Regions from separate parts of the Mus musculus genome. Here region 1 is linked to region 2. The links are chromatin contacts, called in public Micro-C maps. All regions are on one chromosome and are shown on one strand. Each heading gives the region's core, a stretch centred on a gene start, on an enhancer-like site or on the middle of the called end of the contact. The rest is flanking DNA. Distances are from core to core; before and after follow the strand shown. Region 1 holds the start of Oxct2a (3-oxoacid CoA transferase 2A). Region 2 holds the start of Hpcal4 (hippocalcin-like 4).

Evidence for each region. A called contact is a pair of places that touch in the nucleus more often than the background predicts.
Region 1: a Micro-C map of embryonic stem cells shows a contact between it and region 2, with 1.6 times the contacts expected there. The contact joins the promoter of Oxct2a here to the promoter of Hpcal4 in region 2. A contact is called at or near these places in 4 of 39 promoter capture datasets (cranial neural crest, embryonic stem cells, liver and 1 more), 1 of 484 Hi-C or Micro-C datasets (embryonic stem cells) and 2 of 115 datasets of contacts at active chromatin or transcription factors (embryonic stem cells and pancreatic cancer cells).

Annotation. Positions count from the first base shown.
Region 1 is chr4:123,321,176-123,324,982 of GRCm38.p6, reverse strand. It overlaps Oxct2a (3-oxoacid CoA transferase 2A), which reads left to right and starts at 1,304. Exons shown (of 1, transcript NM_022033.4): 1 at 1,304-3,108. The coding sequence starts at 1,397. The coding sequence ends at 2,959. It overlaps Bmp8a (bone morphogenetic protein 8a), which reads left to right. Exons shown (of 7, transcript NM_007558.3): 3 at 274-422.
Region 2 is chr4:123,182,111-123,185,889 of GRCm38.p6, reverse strand. Hpcal4 (hippocalcin-like 4) reads right to left here and starts at 2,386. Exons shown (of 5, transcript NM_174998.4): 1 at 2,266-2,386; 2 at 2,034-2,137.

The DNA.
Region 1 (3,807 bases), core at 55-2,554, 140 kb before region 2:
CTCAGACATGAGAAAGGGGTTTGGCCTGGAACTCCTGCCCTGTCACTCTGGCTGTGGGGCCCTCACTAGGTCACAGCACTGAGCCAGTGTCCCCATCAGCACATGGACTCTAAAATGTCAAGGGTTGATTATCAGGGAAATGTGGAACCAAAGACACCAGCCCAGAGTCAAGCAGGGAAGAGACTCTGAGAGTGGTCCCCAGGCAGGCACAAGATACAAGCAGCTGTGCCAACCTCCCTTGGCCCTTGGTTAATTGTCCTTTCATGTCCACAGGGAGTCTGACTTGTTCTTTTTGGATCTTCAGACGCTCCGATCTGGGGACGAGGGCTGGCTGGTGCTGGACATCACAGCAGCCAGTGACCGATGGCTGCTGAACCATCACAAGGACCTGGGACTCCGCCTCTATGTGGAAACCGCGGATGGTGAGGCTCCAGGACTTAGCAGGGAGCTGCCCTGGGGTCTTGGGAGGTGGTTCCAGCAGAGGCCACCGGGCTAGTACACAGAGACCTCTCACTGTGTGGGTGTTGGGAGGGAGATGTTTAGCCTTTATTGAGGACTTGGGCAGAATGGTCAGGTCCTGGACATGGGAAGGCCCCAGCCAGGAATGCCTTCTGGTCCACCTCATACATAGCAACTGACCTCCTGAGAGCCAGGATCCCCTCCAGGAAAGGGGTCCTTCTCTCTGGGCAGCAAGCCTCCACTCTGACAGGTTCTGTACTAGGAAGGAGGGGTGGGGGGATCTGCACCCTAGGTTTCCTGAGCTCAGAGCTATCACAGCTCTGCAGAGTTGTAACTCAGCAGGGAAGCCTGTTTCCTTGGGTACAGATGTTTCTACTTCACTCACAGGGGTTTCCTGGGACATTTCCTTATGTTGGGCAGGGAGGACAGAAAGGACAACAGGGCAGGAACAGTCTCTCTGGAGTCCAGCAAAAGGCTGGAAGATAGGTTGGAAAGGGAGGACAGGGAGGTGGCGGGCAGGGGTCACTCTAAGTTAGGGAAACGTGGCACAGCGCTAGGAGAGTTTAGAGTTTAACAGGAGGGAGTGACAGATGGGACTGTGGCTTTAAAAGACCGGCTAACTTCAGCCCTCCCTCCAGGAGTGGGGGATCCTAACCTGGAACTGCCCCATCCCCACCTCTGCCCTGGGGCGAGCTCTCTTAGGTACAATGGAGTCCCAAACAGGGGTTTCCAGTGTCTGTCCCAGGCTCTTGAGAGACAGGCTGGGCAGCAGGGATGGCCAAGGGTGTCCTCAGCTGAGTGAGACCCACGGCCATCCCTGGCAGTATCCTCCTCCCTGCTCTGTGACGCAGCGCAGAGGTAATGTGCACTGCTCTGCAAAGGTGAACCTGGCCTTTCTCTCTCTGTCCCGGAGCTGGGAGCCCCGTGGCCGTGGACGATGGCGGCGCTGAGGCTTCTGGCCTGGGCGCTCCCACGTGGGGTATCTGCTCTCCGCCCACCACCCGCGCTGCCCCACCGCCTTATCCGCCGCTATGTTTCGGACCGCAGCGGGAGTGTCCATTTCTACACGGACCCGGTGAAGGCGGTGGAGGGCGTCAAGGACGGGTCTACCGTCATGCTCGGGGGCTTCGGGCTCTGCGGCATCCCCGAGAACCTGATCGGTGCGCTGAAGACCAAGGGCGTGAAGGACCTGAAGATCGTCAGCAGCAACGTGGGCGTGGACGACTTCGGCCTGGGCATCTTGCTGGCCTCCAAGCAGGTCAGGCGCGTGGTGTGCTCCTACCTGGGGGAGAACGCGCTCTGCGAGAAGCTCTACCTGGCGGGCGAGCTGGAACTGGAGATGACGCCGCAGGGAACTTTGGCCGAGCGCATCCGCGCGGGTGGCACTGGCGTGCCCGCCTTCTACACGCCCACAGGCTATGGAACGCTGGTGCAGGAAGGGGGCTCTCCAATCCGGTACGCGCCCGATGGCCACCTGATTACTCTAAGTGAGCCGCGAGAAGTACGCGAGTTCCAGGGCCGCTTCTACCTGCTAGAGCACGCTATCCGCGCTGACTTCGCACTGATCAAGGGCTGGAAGGCCGACCGCTCCGGCAACGTGATCTTCAGGGGCAGCGCGCGCAACTTCAATGTGCCCATGTGCAAGGCCGCGGACATCTCGGTGGTGGAAGTGGAGGAGATCGTGGACGTGGGTACTTTCGCCCCGGAAGACATCCACGTCCCCAACATCTATGTGGACCGCGTGATCAAGGGGCCGAAGTTCGAGAAGCGCATCGAGCGCCTAACCACACGTGACAGCAAGCCCGCGCCCGGGAGCAAAGACAATGACCCTTCCAGGACGCGCATCATCAAGCGCGCGGCTCTGGAGTTCCAGGACGGCATGTATGCCAATCTGGGCATCGGGATCCCTGTCTTGGCGAGCAACTACATCAGCCCCAAGATGACCGTCTACCTGCACAGTGAAAACGGAATCCTGGGCTTGGGCCCGTTCCCTTTGAAAAATGAGGTAGATGCCGACGTCATCAACGCAGGCAAGCAGACAGTGACGGTGGTTCCCGGGGGCTGTTTCTTCGCCAGCGATGACTCTTTTGCCATGATCCGTGGCGGACACCTCCAACTGACCATGCTTGGGGCCATGCAGGTTTCTCAATACGGCGACCTGGCCAACTGGATGGTGCCAGGCAAGAAGGTGAAGGGCATGGGCGGGGCCATGGACTTGGTGTCTAGTAAAAAGACCAGAGTTGTAGTCACCATGGAACACTGCACCAAGACAAAGCAGCCCAAAATCTTGAAGAAATGCACCATGCCATTGACCGGCAAGCGCTGCGTGGACCTCATCATCACTGAGAAGGCAGTGTTTGAAGTGAACCACTCAAAGGGGCTGACACTGGTGGAGCTGTGGGAGGGCTCGTCGGTAGATGACATCAAGGCCACCACAGCCTGTTCATTTGCCGTGTCCCCCAACCTCAAGCCCATGCAGCAGATTAAACTTGATGCTTGAGGAGCCCTCCAGGGCTAATTTGCCAGTTAGTGACAACTGGACATCCTTAGCAGCACCTGACCACTGTGCCACACTGGCTCCTCCAGCTTCCTTCTGCTAGATGGTGTCTATCGAGAGCCATGTGACCTTAATTAAAAACCCTAACTTGAGCCAGTATGTCCTGTCCCTAACCATTGAGAACTCTGGTCCCCCTCTCCCACTTTCTGTGACATTCACATACCAGGCTGCAGAGGGTTCCCTGGGAGGTCTCAACACCAGTGCTGCCCTCATAACTGAGTCAGGAAACATGGAGGAAAACATGGGACAGGAAGGCATCCTACCCAGAGTGCAGCTGGTGCTACTTCACTGCAGCCAAGAAACACAGAACTGTGGATCCCGGATCGGGAGGAGGAGCCCTCCATCTTGTCCCTCTGCATTGTCTTCTTGGGTCCTCGTTTCTGTTCTTAATTTTGTTTCCCTGAAATCTGCCTGCACCCAACTTCCTCCTGGGAGCTCGCGTGTGTCCCTGTGTTTCCTGTGGGAATCTGACTTCAGGAAGATGCTTGGTGCTGGCACTCCACCTGGAAGACCCACTGTGCACTAACAGTCCCAGTGTGTGTAAAGGAAGAAGCTGGGCTCAGCACAGGTGGAGTGGAATCTAACCAATGGCATGGATAGATTCTTCCCTGGTGAAGTGCAGTGTCACTGTTGCTGCACCTCAGTGACACTGTCCTGGAAGTCCCGTTGGCCTGACTGCCTGACCCCAGTGTGGCAGTTCTGCGATCTGTCATTCTGAATCTGTGAGCTCGAAACTAAAGTGAAGAGTGTGTGTGTGTGTGTGTGTGTGTGTGTGTGTGTGTGTGTGTGCG
Region 2 (3,779 bases), core at 1,137-3,636:
CTTCCCCCTTCTCTGGGCTGACACAAGCTGCAACCTGCCTTCATTCCTTCCCTGAAACATTCTTCCTTGCAACCAGCCCTTTCCCAGATGAGCAGTGGTCAGGCAGCAGCATGAACTCAAACCTGTGGGCACAGGCAGACCTTGTGAGGCTATGGTGTGGAACCCTCACCCATGCACTGTCTTCTGACACTGATCTAATGATCTAGGACTCCAGGGGAGAGTCTCCAGGTCTTTCTGCCCCTAAGCAAGCTTTCCCCCTTCCAATGGGACTTAGACAATTTCTGAGCATCTTGGATAGGGGGAAAGGTTCCTGATTCTTATTGTTTCTAAGTCTGTCTTCTGGAAGTTTTTCTCCTGTGCCTGCTGCACCTGAGCATCCCGCAGAAGCTTGGAGGCAGAGCCTAGGCTATAGTCACGCTCAGTGAATGTCACTTAGATTATGAGAGAAGAGCAACATGCCCTTCCTCTTGGTACTATGTCACACTGTTTTGTTTGTCTGTGATCTCCTATCAAGCCTACTTCAAAGACAATAGAACTCAGAGTCAGGGAAGAGAAAGGTTCACCCAAGGTCAACTGGAGCCCATCAGCTACAAAGCAAAGACCAGCGCCTATGTGGGTGCGTGCTCTGTTGAAGTCGTACCTTCTGGAGGGCTATGCTTCACTTGAGGAGGTACTCCTTGCTTCAAAAATCTCTGCCCCCTCCTCTGTGCTCAGAGGCTTCTTCTAGGGGGTCCGGGGTTAGGGGGTTCAAGTGGAGAGATGACAGTAAAAAGTAGGAGGGACTGAAGGAGGCAATAATCCCACACCCTCGCCTAGCTTCAGAGAAGCTGGTGCTGAAGCGGTTGCCATGGTGACAACAGCTCCCTGGTCAGGAGATTTTTCTCTTTCCCTCTCCTCCCTTTGCTCTTCCACAAGCAGCAGCAATGGCAGTAACAACCAGGTCTTGTTCCTCCCCTTCATAATAAAAGGCAAAAGTGACTCATACAAGGTGAGCTGTGTTGACCACCTATAATTTGGAGCTTTCATGCCAGGGTGGCCTGGTGGTCTGGAAAGGCCCCTAAGAGAATGAGGCTGTAGGATATGTAGGAGGGAGTAGCCTGAACCTTGGCCTGAGTGAAAAGGATGTCCCTACAGTGATGGATGGGGCCTCTCAGGTCTCCTCTGAGAAATATCCTAATGGTTTGAACAGGGCTTTGTTCTCCTGTAATCAGCTGTGGAACCAGAATATGTCAGACCTGGAAGGCTACTCAAGACCATCTCATCGAACCCTCCTCTGTCCTGCTCTTTGCCTATCTCATGAAGAATCTGAGAGGGAAAAGCCTTGGCTAAAGTCAAGCAGAGATCGAGGCGAAGGCAAGGCTTGCACTCTTCTGCTTTCTCATTCAGACATAGGGAAAGGAGAAAATGAGCCCACATGGACTCATCTTTGGCTTCATCTCTGCAAACAACAGGAAGCCGAGAGAGGGAGCAACAGGCACAAAAGGAACAGAGAAGACCGGGTTACAGAGAGAGGACCTGGTGCGTTCCTGTGTGAGGGATGATGAGGTTTAAAGGCTAGAGCTATGGGGTGGTCTTCTGGGAGGAGCAACCCTGGTTTATGCTCCAAGCAAGATAAAGGAAGAAGAGTGTGGAACCCCTGTCTAGTTGGGAGGCTACTAGAAGGGAGATGGTGAATGGGTCTGGAGTAGGAGCCTCAGGGGTCTTCATCCTTTCCTTAGGTATGCTGTGAGCTGTCAGCATAAGGGGCAGAGAGAGTGTAGTCAGAGAATGAATTTGCTATCGAGGTCTTTTGGGGAACAAGACCCTGAGATGGGAATGACAGTGAACTATTGGTGTCGGTGTGGGCTACCTCCAAGTAGAGGTTTCCATGAGGCTTGGTTCTAGAGGCAAGAGAACACAGGGTGACTGAAACCTCTCTTCTAGCACCAGTGACACCACACACCCCCAAGTAAGAGTGTGTGTGTGTGTGTGTGTGTGTGTGCGCGCGCGTGCGCGTGTGTTTGCACTGGAGCCAGAGGAATGGTTGTTCTTACCTGAGCTGGGGGTAAGGAGGCAGCTGTACCTCCTTCTTGAACTGGAGACCCGGCTTGAAGTGAAAGTTCCTGGCCCAAGGCGGGCTTCCCAGATGGCTGTCCACCTATGACAGACCCAGGGTCAGAAAGATGGATCTGAGCAGATGAGGATGGGAGTGGAAGGCGGAGGAGGAGGGGCTCAGGGCCTCCGCCCCGCGAGGTTGCTTCTAGGGCCCGGCCCCACCCTCATTACCTGAGGCCGCTCGCCGAGTCGCTAGATGGCTCCGAGCTTGGGCGGCCGCGGGGACAAGGCTGGCTATCAGGCGGACGACAGGCTCTGTAGGGTCCGCGTCGGAGCCGCCTCCCCAGTTCTTGTATCACTATTTGCTTCTCGAAGGCGACACGATTTGCATAAGACCCGCCTCCTCTCAGCAACTTTGGACATCGATTGGTTCGGCTGGCACCGAGTGACAGGCAGGGTTTCAGGTGGGGATGGGGTGGCCTGTGAGTCTAGGCTACCACAAGAGCGCGCCCCGCCCGTCCGCCCGCGCTGACCTTCCCGGAGTCGCCAGGATTGTAGAGGGCTGTACCCCCATCTGTTCCTCAACCCTGAGGCTCAGAGCCTGGGTCACAGTTTGGAGCGAAAAGTACCGATGATTAAAGTGGATTCGCAAAAAACAACCGCACCGTTGCTATGGGAACAGAAGAACCACAGTTGAATTTCTAAGCCTTCTCTTCCTGGGCCCCAGCGGGGGTGGGGGTAAGATAGGGGGTGATTCATAAGATGCGACCCCGTCTCTTGTCCTGCCCGTACCTGGAGGGGATCAATGAGGAGCTGCGGAGTGGCAAGGTGGAAAAGGGGAGATGGGGTGGTCAAGAACTCGCGGCTTTGCACCAGTGCCCCTCCACACCCACTCCTCTCCCGCCGTTTAGCAGAGGGGAGGGTGGGTGCGGCACGAGCTGGGTGGATGTGGAAGTATCCTCTACCTAGACACACGAGGGCGTGGGCTCCCTCCAGCCACCCCCACAACTCTAAGTCAGATCTCTTGTCAGGCTCTATCCTTACTTCTCGAGGACCCCTAAAAAGACTTGTTGGTTCTCCTCCAGAAGGAGCCTTTACAGTACGCCAAGCATTGCTCCATTCCCCACCCTCCCGCATTCCCGTCGCTTAGATGGAGCCGGTTCCCAGCCGCCGCCAGTCTCCGGCCTCGGATGTTGACACAAACCAGAGGCGGTTTACACTGAACGGGTCTGGAAGGTTTCAGGGAGGCGAAAACACCTCCTTTCCGCACTTGGGGGTCTCGTCACAGCCCGCTCAGTCGCCACGGATGTACTGGTGTCTGAGAGCTCACAACCCAAGGTGGTGGGAAAGAGCTCTAACGCCAAACTCAGGGCGAAAGGGGAGCAGAGATCCCTGGGCTGGGCCACGTGCGGAGGAGGGACTTCAAGGGATCTACCAAAAGTGGGGGCGGGACGCGTGGGGGATTGGTTAAATGGGATTGCAGATGCAGAAGAGGCCGGATTTCTGTCCAGGCAGCAAATGGTGGAGATGAGCGCTGTTTGGGGGACTAAGGACAGGCAAAGAACCGGTTTTTGGAGATTTGGTCTTAGAAACTCCCAAACAAAGCACAGCCAGGGGAAACCAGTAGGACCCGCGTCTTCCTTATGAGAGCTATCCATTTCCTCTTAAGCCAGTTGCGCTGTCCCGTTCTAGCAGCTGGATATGCCTTCTCTCTGGGGTTGCAGCATACGGTTGGGAGCTCCGTG